Linked DNA regions of Mus musculus: regions 1 and 3 are each linked to region 2. Evidence: chromatin contacts called from public Hi-C and HiChIP or PLAC-seq data. All regions are on one chromosome and are shown on one strand. Each heading gives the region's core, a stretch centred on a gene start, on an enhancer-like site or on the middle of the called end of the contact. The rest is flanking DNA. Distances are from core to core; before and after follow the strand shown.

The links. Hi-C and Micro-C count contacts between places; a contact is called where the count stands out from the background. HiChIP or PLAC-seq counts read pairs in DNA pulled down with a chosen protein or histone mark.
Region 1: an H3K27ac HiChIP or PLAC-seq map of CD8 T cells shows a contact between it and region 2, with 17 times the contacts expected there. The contact joins the enhancer-like site here to the promoter of Satb1 in region 2. A contact is called at or near these places in 4 of 484 Hi-C or Micro-C datasets (Th1 cells, cortical neurons and epidermal suprabasal cells), 3 of 115 datasets of contacts at active chromatin or transcription factors (CD8 T cells, the SCID.adh cell line and thymocytes) and 1 of 9 other capture datasets (adipose tissue).
Region 3: a Hi-C map of cerebral cortex shows a contact between it and region 2, with 2.8 times the contacts expected there. The contact joins the enhancer-like site here to the promoter of Satb1 in region 2. A contact is called at or near these places in 1 of 484 Hi-C or Micro-C datasets (cerebral cortex), 1 of 115 datasets of contacts at active chromatin or transcription factors (embryonic stem cells) and 3 of 9 other capture datasets (adipose tissue, liver and pancreatic islet).

Annotation. Positions count from the first base shown.
Region 1 is chr17:51,944,465-51,947,164 of GRCm38.p6, reverse strand. The region is part of intron 2 of Gm20098 (predicted gene, 20098); the gene reads right to left. Among named protein-coding and RNA genes, the nearest start is that of Gm20098, 63 kb to the right of the region's middle. Within about 2 kb of position 1,349, at least 7 of the 459 cell types and tissues checked have an H3K27ac peak or open chromatin away from gene starts, as enhancers often do. A contact at or near this core is called in CD8 T cells and Th1 cells, where this site is marked.
Region 2 is chr17:51,831,226-51,833,925 of GRCm38.p6, reverse strand. It overlaps Satb1 (special AT-rich sequence binding protein 1), which reads left to right and starts at 1,279. Exons shown (of 11, transcript NM_009122.2): 1 at 1,279-1,456.
Region 3 is chr17:51,739,568-51,742,267 of GRCm38.p6, reverse strand. It overlaps Satb1 (special AT-rich sequence binding protein 1), which reads left to right. Exons shown (of 11, transcript NM_009122.2): 11 at 1,855-2,700. The coding sequence ends at 2,370. Among named protein-coding and RNA genes, the nearest start is that of Satb1, 92 kb to the left of the region's middle. Within about 2 kb of position 1,362, at least 13 of the 459 cell types and tissues checked have an H3K27ac peak or open chromatin away from gene starts, as enhancers often do. A contact at or near this core is called in cerebral cortex, where this site is marked.

The sequences.
Region 1 (2,700 bases), core at 100-2,599, 110 kb before region 2:
CTAGGCCTGATTGTCTCCGTAGCCCCTCTGAATGATCATGGCTGCCTGCGCATGTCCTCCCTGGGTAGTCTGTTCAGGCCTCCGTACTTTGTGCCGCCATATTCAGCCCATCTGGAAACTTAGTCTAACTTTTCCTTCAGAGTTCATATAGAAACTAAACACTTTACTACCAACTTCACTGAACTAACCATTTTAAATATCTCTCTTCTCACCTAGGCTATTATGATCATCTCTGTTTGGATGCTTGCAGAAACTTTTGTTTCATACAGTTGATTTTCTCTCCCCAGAGACAAAGCAATATAGTTGTTATAAGGCTCGTTCTTTCTCGAAACAGGACTGACTCCTCTGTCTCTCTGTCTCTTAGTCTCTCTCCCTCTCCCTCTCCCTCTCCCTCTCCCTCTCCCTCTCCCTCTCCCTCTCCCTCTCCCTCTCCCTCTCCCTCCTGTGTGTATATGTGTTTTACACAATAGAGGCAGGATGACTGTCTGCATACTGGAAAGGTTGTGAACATGTGGTTGTTCAGGCCATGAAACTAGATACCTTCAAACCTGGAGCTGGAGACCTTGAAGATTCCTGGAGAGTTACTATTCTTCAGTCCACATTGAAGGCTGAACGAACTGGAGTCTGATGTCATCAAAGGACAGTAGCACCAGCAACAGCAGCAACGGCAGACACACTCAGCAGCAAGAAGCAAAGGAAAGAGGTGCTGCTTTCTTCTCATACTACTTTATATCTATGCCATTGGTCACTTGAGAGCAGGGTGAAGCACAGTCCCCTGTCAGCTAACCCTCCTTAGAAATGCCTAACATGCTGGGCGTGGTGGCACGCGCCTTTAGTCCCAGCACTTGAGAGACAAAGGCAGGTGGATTTCTGAGTTCGAGGCCAGCCTGGTCTACAGAGTGAGTTCCAGGAAAGCCAGGGCTACACAGAGAAGCCCTGTCTCGAAAAAACAAAAAAAGAAAAAGAAATGTCTAACATGACTTATGTTTCATAACCCATCAGACTGACATATCAAATTTTGCCTCTTTTCTCACACTTGACTCACTCTTCTCCAGCCATAATGGCCTCCCACTATTCCAAGGAACACACCAAGCACACCTTCACTTGTGGCTTTCTCAGTGTCGTCCTGTCTCATTTGAAGACACCTCCCTTCCAGCTGGGCGTGGCTTACTCTCTAACCTCCTTCAGGGTCTTCAGGAAAGATTCCCTCTGTGATAGCATGCCATGGAGTAAAACACCAAAACATCATCTCTTCTCTGTGTATGCTTCATTTTCTCCGTAGTCCACGTGGTTTCCCTTTAGCAACACAGAAGACTGCTTACGTTATCTGTCATTTTCCCAGACCATAACCTTGGAACAGATCATTTCCTGTCAGTCATCTGTGGTCCCCTGCACTGACACAGTACCTAGTGTATATAGCTCCTCAGTAAATTTCAGTGAATGACTGAATCTCTATGCCTATGCACAGCTGCTTTTCCCCCCTCATAAAAATCTATATTTTGCTTAATTTTCTTGAATTCTCTCAGCATGGACATCATGCTCATGCCCTCTATATGTCTAGGTTGGGCTAATTATTCCTCCCTTCTATCTTGTAACCCTGAAAGCATCATTATCCAGCAATGATCTGTCTATAAAATGACACAATCTAGGCCACCACTTGTACTAGATTTCAAACTCTTTATTCAACATGTGTGATGAGAAAGTGTTAAATATACAGGGCTAAGTGCTGCGAATACAGCTCTCAGGATGTTGGAGACAAACTATCTTATTCTTGGATGGACTCCCAACACTTAATGTTGCTTGGCACACCATGATTAATGAGGATCTCTATTTGGACTTTATATCTTATACTTTATGTGTAAAAAATAGTCTCTCTTAATATTATCTGTCTTTCATCATGATAAAGGGTATGAAATTTGGAGAAATTAACTCAGATTTCCTATGCAGGGTTTGTAATTCTCTCCCCAACCCAAAAGTCAAAGGTGTTGGGACATTTTCACCAGCAGAGAAAGAAGAGAGCCCAGAGACAATGAAGAAAGAGACTGAACATCTAGTCTGTTTACCACAAAAATCATTTTGACTGGGGCTGAGGAGATGGCTCAGTGGTTAAAGTACTAGCATGTGGGTATAAGGACCAGATTTCAGATTCCTTAAACTCACACAGGCAGTATGGTTGGTCTGCAATTCCAGCCTCAAAGGGTGAAGACAGGAGGTCTGCAGAGCAAGCTATAAGACTAGCCACAGGTGTGATGTCAGAGTCCTATTGAGAGGTCCTGCCTCAATGAATACAGTAGAAGAGCAAATACAGATGATTCCTACCATCAACTTTGAGCCTCTGCGAGTGCACACACACACACACACACCTATACACACAAACCCACACTTACATACATGTATACACCCCACAATATACATGAAAATGAATATGTGTGTGTATATGTGTATGTACATATAGTGAATTAAATTAAATGAACTTGACTGATACACAAGATGACTTAACTTATTTTTTATTATTTTTTGGATTTTAAAATTGATATATGTTTCATATTTTGTTAAGGACTGAATAATACATCTGTTATTAGATAATAAAATCCAGTGCTATGGATTATAATTTACAGCTTTGGCTTACTACAGATCCAACTCCCAAATAGGAGTTATTTTATTTTTATGGTCATAGAGTAGCCTCATATATTTTGTTAC
Region 2 (2,700 bases), core at 30-2,529:
CACGTTCAATGCAAATTTCCCAAAGGCGACACAACAGGAAACAAAAGACCTGTTAGTTGATAGCTTCCTTAGAGCTGGGGGTTGTGTGGGGAAGGAGTAGCAGGGGAGTGGGTTAAAGTTGATAGAGTCCAATTTCTCCCTAGCTTGGGGGTCCAAGCCTTCAGCTACTTTGACCTTTCAGAGTTCTTTGGAGCTTCACCAGTTGAAAAGGTCCCTGGGCCCAGCCTCCCCTCCTACGAAATCCGCATTTCTTGACCTCTTTGCCCCTGCTTTTGGGTGGGTCAGGGTGGGAGAAGAGACTTGGACAGTGGCTTAAGCATCTCCTTCTGGTTGGGTGCGTCGACCTACAGCTGCCGACAGGAAAATGATACTGATGCAAATAGCTGGGGTTGAGAAGGGGGTCTGCAAGAGGCCCCCTCCTCCTCCATCCACTATGTGTTCCTCAATAGGGGTGCCCAAGAGAAGAGGATAGCAAGAAGAGCCCATCAGTTTGAAGGGAAGGAGGTCCCCTCTAGGAAAGATCTTCTCCATCAAACATTGAAGAGAGGGGAAAACTTGGCCCGCATGCCCCTACTGGGGAGCGACACACCCCACACAAGCTGGCTTGCGGGGCGCGGGGGTTGTGCTCAGGCCTCTCACCTGACTTCCTCCTCCGCTGGCACACACACACACCAATGCCCCGCGCTCTGCACCCCCAAAGCCCAGGCAAACAACGACAAGAGGAAGCGGCGGGCGGCGAGGGTGCGCGGCGGGGGCGGTGCAGGTGAGGGCCGGGGCGGTGGGGCTCCGGGGCTCGCCCACACTTACCCTGGCGGCCGCGGGGTCGCTCTCCCGCAGCGACCCTGCACCCGGGCGGCGCTCAGGGATGTGGCGGCTGCGGTGGCTCGGGCTCGGCTCAGCTCGGGCTCCACTGCGCGCTCTCGGAGCCACCGGCCGCCCAGGATCCTGCCGCCAGGGGGAGAAGCGGCCGCGGGCGCGGGGGAGGCAGGCCGGGCCCGGTCGCTCCCGCTGTGGGGTCCGCAAGCCCCCCACGCGGGCGAGAGGCGAGAGCGCGGCGCCCCAGGCACGCACGGCCCCCGGCCAGCGTCGGGGGGCTCTCGTGGGGGCGCCCCGATCGCCCGCGCCGCGCTCTACACTGCGGGCTCCGAGCGGCTCCCGCGCCCCCTCCCGCGCCCCGCCCCGCCCCCGCCCCTTCCCTTCCCCCTCGGCCCCGCGCGCTCCCCGCTCGCTGCTCGCCGCGCTCTGCCCCCTTTAAACGCCCACTTCGGATGGGGAGAGGAGACAACTTGAAGTCAAGTTGCCATTAACTTCCGCGGCGGCCGCCAGCTCGGCGGCGGGGAGGTGGCAGCAGCTGCAGCCGCCGCCCGGGAAGTCCGCCGCCCGGCGCGCCCGCGCGGGGAGCCGACCCGGCCTCGGCCCGCACCGCTGGCCCGCGCTGTCCCGGTTCCACGCCTGAGTGAGTCCCGCTTCTTTGCTCCCTGCCAGTGCTGCTCCCGCTCTGGGTCTCTTGCCCGGCTCGCCTCCGTTTTCTGCGGATGCGGAACCGATCCAAACTTCTCAGTGGCCCCGGCTGGGGCGACTCTGCGCCCCTCGCGTGCCGGGGTCTTGCTGGCCCTTCTCTCGAGCGCGCTCAGACATTCGGGAGGACTGGGCTGGTGAAGTGAGGGTCATGGCCGGGATGCGGACTTACTTGGCGTCTTTGCCTCTCCCGCACACCTGCCCGGCAGGAGTCCCTCGTTAGACACTTTAGTCCAGGTCGTGGGCATGGCCCGCTTTAGAGGACGAAGGCGGCGTGGGGGGAAGCCCTCGGCGGGCGAGTGGGGAAAAGGGAGCCGCTCAGTGAGCCCCGGTGCGGGGAAGGAGGCGAGGTGCGGGGTGGAGTTGGAAAGGTCGCGCGCCAGATCTGGAGTTCACTTAGCATCCTCTCCCATCTCATCTCCCCCTGTTCTTTCCCGGCCAGCCCTACTTTGCTGGTGGCGAGCGGAGGTGGAGAGGGGCCTGGGAAGTTTGTGGCAACTTCTCTATCCCGAGAGCCACTCGGGCGCTGGGCGCTCAAGTTGGAGCCCAGAGTTTGAGAGCCGAAGAACAGCGCTCGTGCAGCCCACGCCGGCGATCGCGGGTCGGTCCTGGAGGGTGATTCGGGTTTGGGCTTGGGCGGGAAGCCGAGGGAGGTACATGGTGTCTTAGCTGGGACTGTGGCCCCACAGGTGCAGCCCAGGGGGCAACTCCTCATTTCCCTGCGACAGTACACACCCGAGAGCGGCGGCCTTCTACAGTGTTCCTCCATTGCAGAGCTCCCAGGGTGGCCGAACTGGGGTTGGGCAGCTCGAATGCAAGGGACTGAGGGGGCAAGCGGCAGGTCCAGATGGTGACACGTGCGTGTGCTTGGCCCAGCAAAAGGCGCTAAACAGGTCCCTTCTGGGATGATCCCAGAAGACCAAGAGGACAGCAGCTTAGAGCTCAGGGTAGAGGTTTTGACCCTGGCCTCCACCAGGGCCAGGTTTTACTTAACAAGATGTCAACCACAGGCTCATCTCTTAAAATGTCCGGTTGACAACTTTGACCTCTGCACCCTTTCTGGGAGAACTTTCTCTGAGGCATGTAGGATTCCCAGGGTTAAGACGTGGATTTCACTTGTCCATAGGGACCGGAAGACACCCAATTCCCTGGAGAGAACCTTTTCTGCTCCCGATTGATTGG
Region 3 (2,700 bases), core at 113-2,612, 92 kb after region 2:
GGGAGGGAGCCCGGCATCTTGCTTTCTCCTTATGCTCTTGTCCAGCCTTTCACCTCACATACCCTTCCCACCCTTCGCAGGGCAGGGCAGGGCAGGGCGAGTCATGTTTGTTTGTCTTTCCTTAGAGCCTCTCTCCCAGCACCCTTGGGAAAGGAGAGTCTAGAGGCGTTTTCTTACCAAGCCTGCTGACCCCTGCACCATGGCCCCATGCTGCCCCTCAGGTGAGCGGGCACCAGTTTCCTGTGCTGAGGAGAAAGGGAGAAAAGAGGGTGTTGGTGAAGGCCACTTCCCCCAGTCAGGGTTTTCAGATGGGCAGTGCTAGAACGGCCTTGCCTCTGGCCAAAGCCCACAGTGCCAACCTCAAGACTGCTTGATGTCCCTGTGTGGGGCGTGGTGCTTCATCTGTCGGAATGCTGCTGCCCATGAGGGACTTGATTGAAAGGCTGTGGATCAGACCACGTATTGGGGATCCTGTGGCTAGTTGAATTTAAGTTGTGTATCTTGTTTCTGCTAAATCTGAAGGTTGCTTCTAGCTTTCTCCTTTAAGGGAAATGCCATTGCCTCTGGGATCCCAGAAACCTGCCTAACATCTTTGTTGAATCTCTTGCATTCCTTCTTGGTATTGCTGTATAGATATCTGTAGCTAAAATAATAGAGTTATCCATCCACCAGAAAAAAAATCCTTGAGTATTTATTAAAGATAAAACAAATTGAAAAAGAGAATCCCTTAGGATATTAAGCACTAAAATAATTGTGAAAGCCTGAAAAACCAACTGTTTCAGCTAAAACAAAGACAAGAAAGATATATGTTAAGTAATAAAAATAGTACTTGTTTGAAAATGTAAATTGTTTTTAATAAAATTGCTTCTTAGGGGGATAAGAGGAACTGCTTAAGCACAGGACGAATGTTGTAATACATCGCAGCTCTGCACCCGGGGTTGATTGGCTTGGCTGCTAAGAATTATGGGTGTCGAGTGCACAGTAGACACACGCCGCACGTTTGTTGCGTATAATTGTGTACAGGAATTACAGCACATATGCAGATACTAATTATGAAAAAGTGTCTGTATACATTAAATTTAAAGCCTAATCACATAGTAGTTTACTATAGACAAAACAATTCGCCAGCTGGCGTAGAATGGAGTGAACCTTTATTTGAAGGGGGTAAGAGAAAAAAAGCTTAGCGTTAGCCTAGTTGCAAACACTAGGAATGTGCGTCTGTCTGTCTGTCTGTCTGTCTGTGTGTCTGTGTGAGGGAGAGAGAATTGAAACTGTCTGAGAGAACATACTTTCATACATTCTGCACACCTCTTGGGAAAAGCCACTGCTGTGCTCCCCTCCATGGGACAGCCACAGAAAGCAGCATAGCCAGGTTTCCCCCGTGGAGAATGCAGTATGGCCAGGCACAGTGCTTCCCCAATGCCTGGGTAGCTCAACTGCCCAAAGATGTCTCAGGAATCCTTGCTAAGAGGGATTCTTCTTTTAAGTCTGTTAATGAATGACAGACATCATGATGAGCTTGCCTGGCCACCTTTGGTACATATCCCTTTCCAGAGAGTGTGTTGCTCACGTTTTTTCCAGTTGTTTTTCTCCTCCCCAGATTGGTGGTAAATGGGCACAGTAGCCCTGCGAGCTGCATAGCTTCCTAGCTGCCCAGCCCTGAGCTCAAATTTGTATGTATTTATTTAATAAAGGCTGTGGGCTGTTTAGCTGGCCTGCTCTTTCTCGGTGTGTCTTTCTCCCCTACTCCAGCCCCACCCCCACCCCCAGACACTGCACAGGCTTGGCAAGCACCCACTCTTACTCCTGCGGGCTCCTCCGAGCAGCTCTGACTGTCTGCTTGTCTCTTTGCAGCAGCAGCAACAGCAGCAGCAGCAACAGCAGCAGCAGCAGCAGCCACCGCCGCCACCGCCGCAGCCACAGCCACAGCCCCAGGCAGGCCCCAGACTCCCCCCACGGCAGCCCACCGTGGCCTCCTCCGCGGAGTCCGATGAGGAAAACCGGCAGAAGACCAGGCCACGAACCAAAATTTCCGTGGAAGCCCTGGGGATCCTTCAGAGTTTCATCCAAGATGTGGGCCTGTACCCAGATGAAGAGGCTATCCAGACTCTGTCTGCACAGCTGGACCTCCCGAAGTACACCATCATCAAGTTCTTTCAGAACCAGCGGTACTACCTTAAGCACCATGGCAAGCTGAAGGACAACTCCGGCTTGGAGGTGGATGTGGCCGAGTACAAAGATGAGGAGTTGCTTAAGGATTTGGAAGAGAGCGTCCAGGATAAAAACGCCAACACCCTTTTCTCAGTGAAACTAGAGGAAGAGCTGTCGGTGGAAGGGAGCACAGACGTTAATGCCGACTTGAAAGACTGAGAGAACAGTATTCTTTTCAGCCACACCACCGGTATTTCCTAACAACATGAGAAGTCCACCTTGTGTTCACTCAGACAAACCTTCATTGTTTATTGTTTGGCCAATGAATCTTCGGAAACTTGCACAAACAGGAAGGAAGTTGGAAGGACAGGACAGCCAGCACTCAAGGTTTTACTGTGTTTTACAAAACTGCTTGGCAGCCCCGGGTGAAGCGTCAAGGACTGTTTGGTAGAATTTGTGTTCAAGGGCTGCACCCAGGTGTTGTACCCTGTCAGCATGATACCAGAAATTGGTTTTCCTTTTGATTATTATTATTCTGGAGCCTCAAAT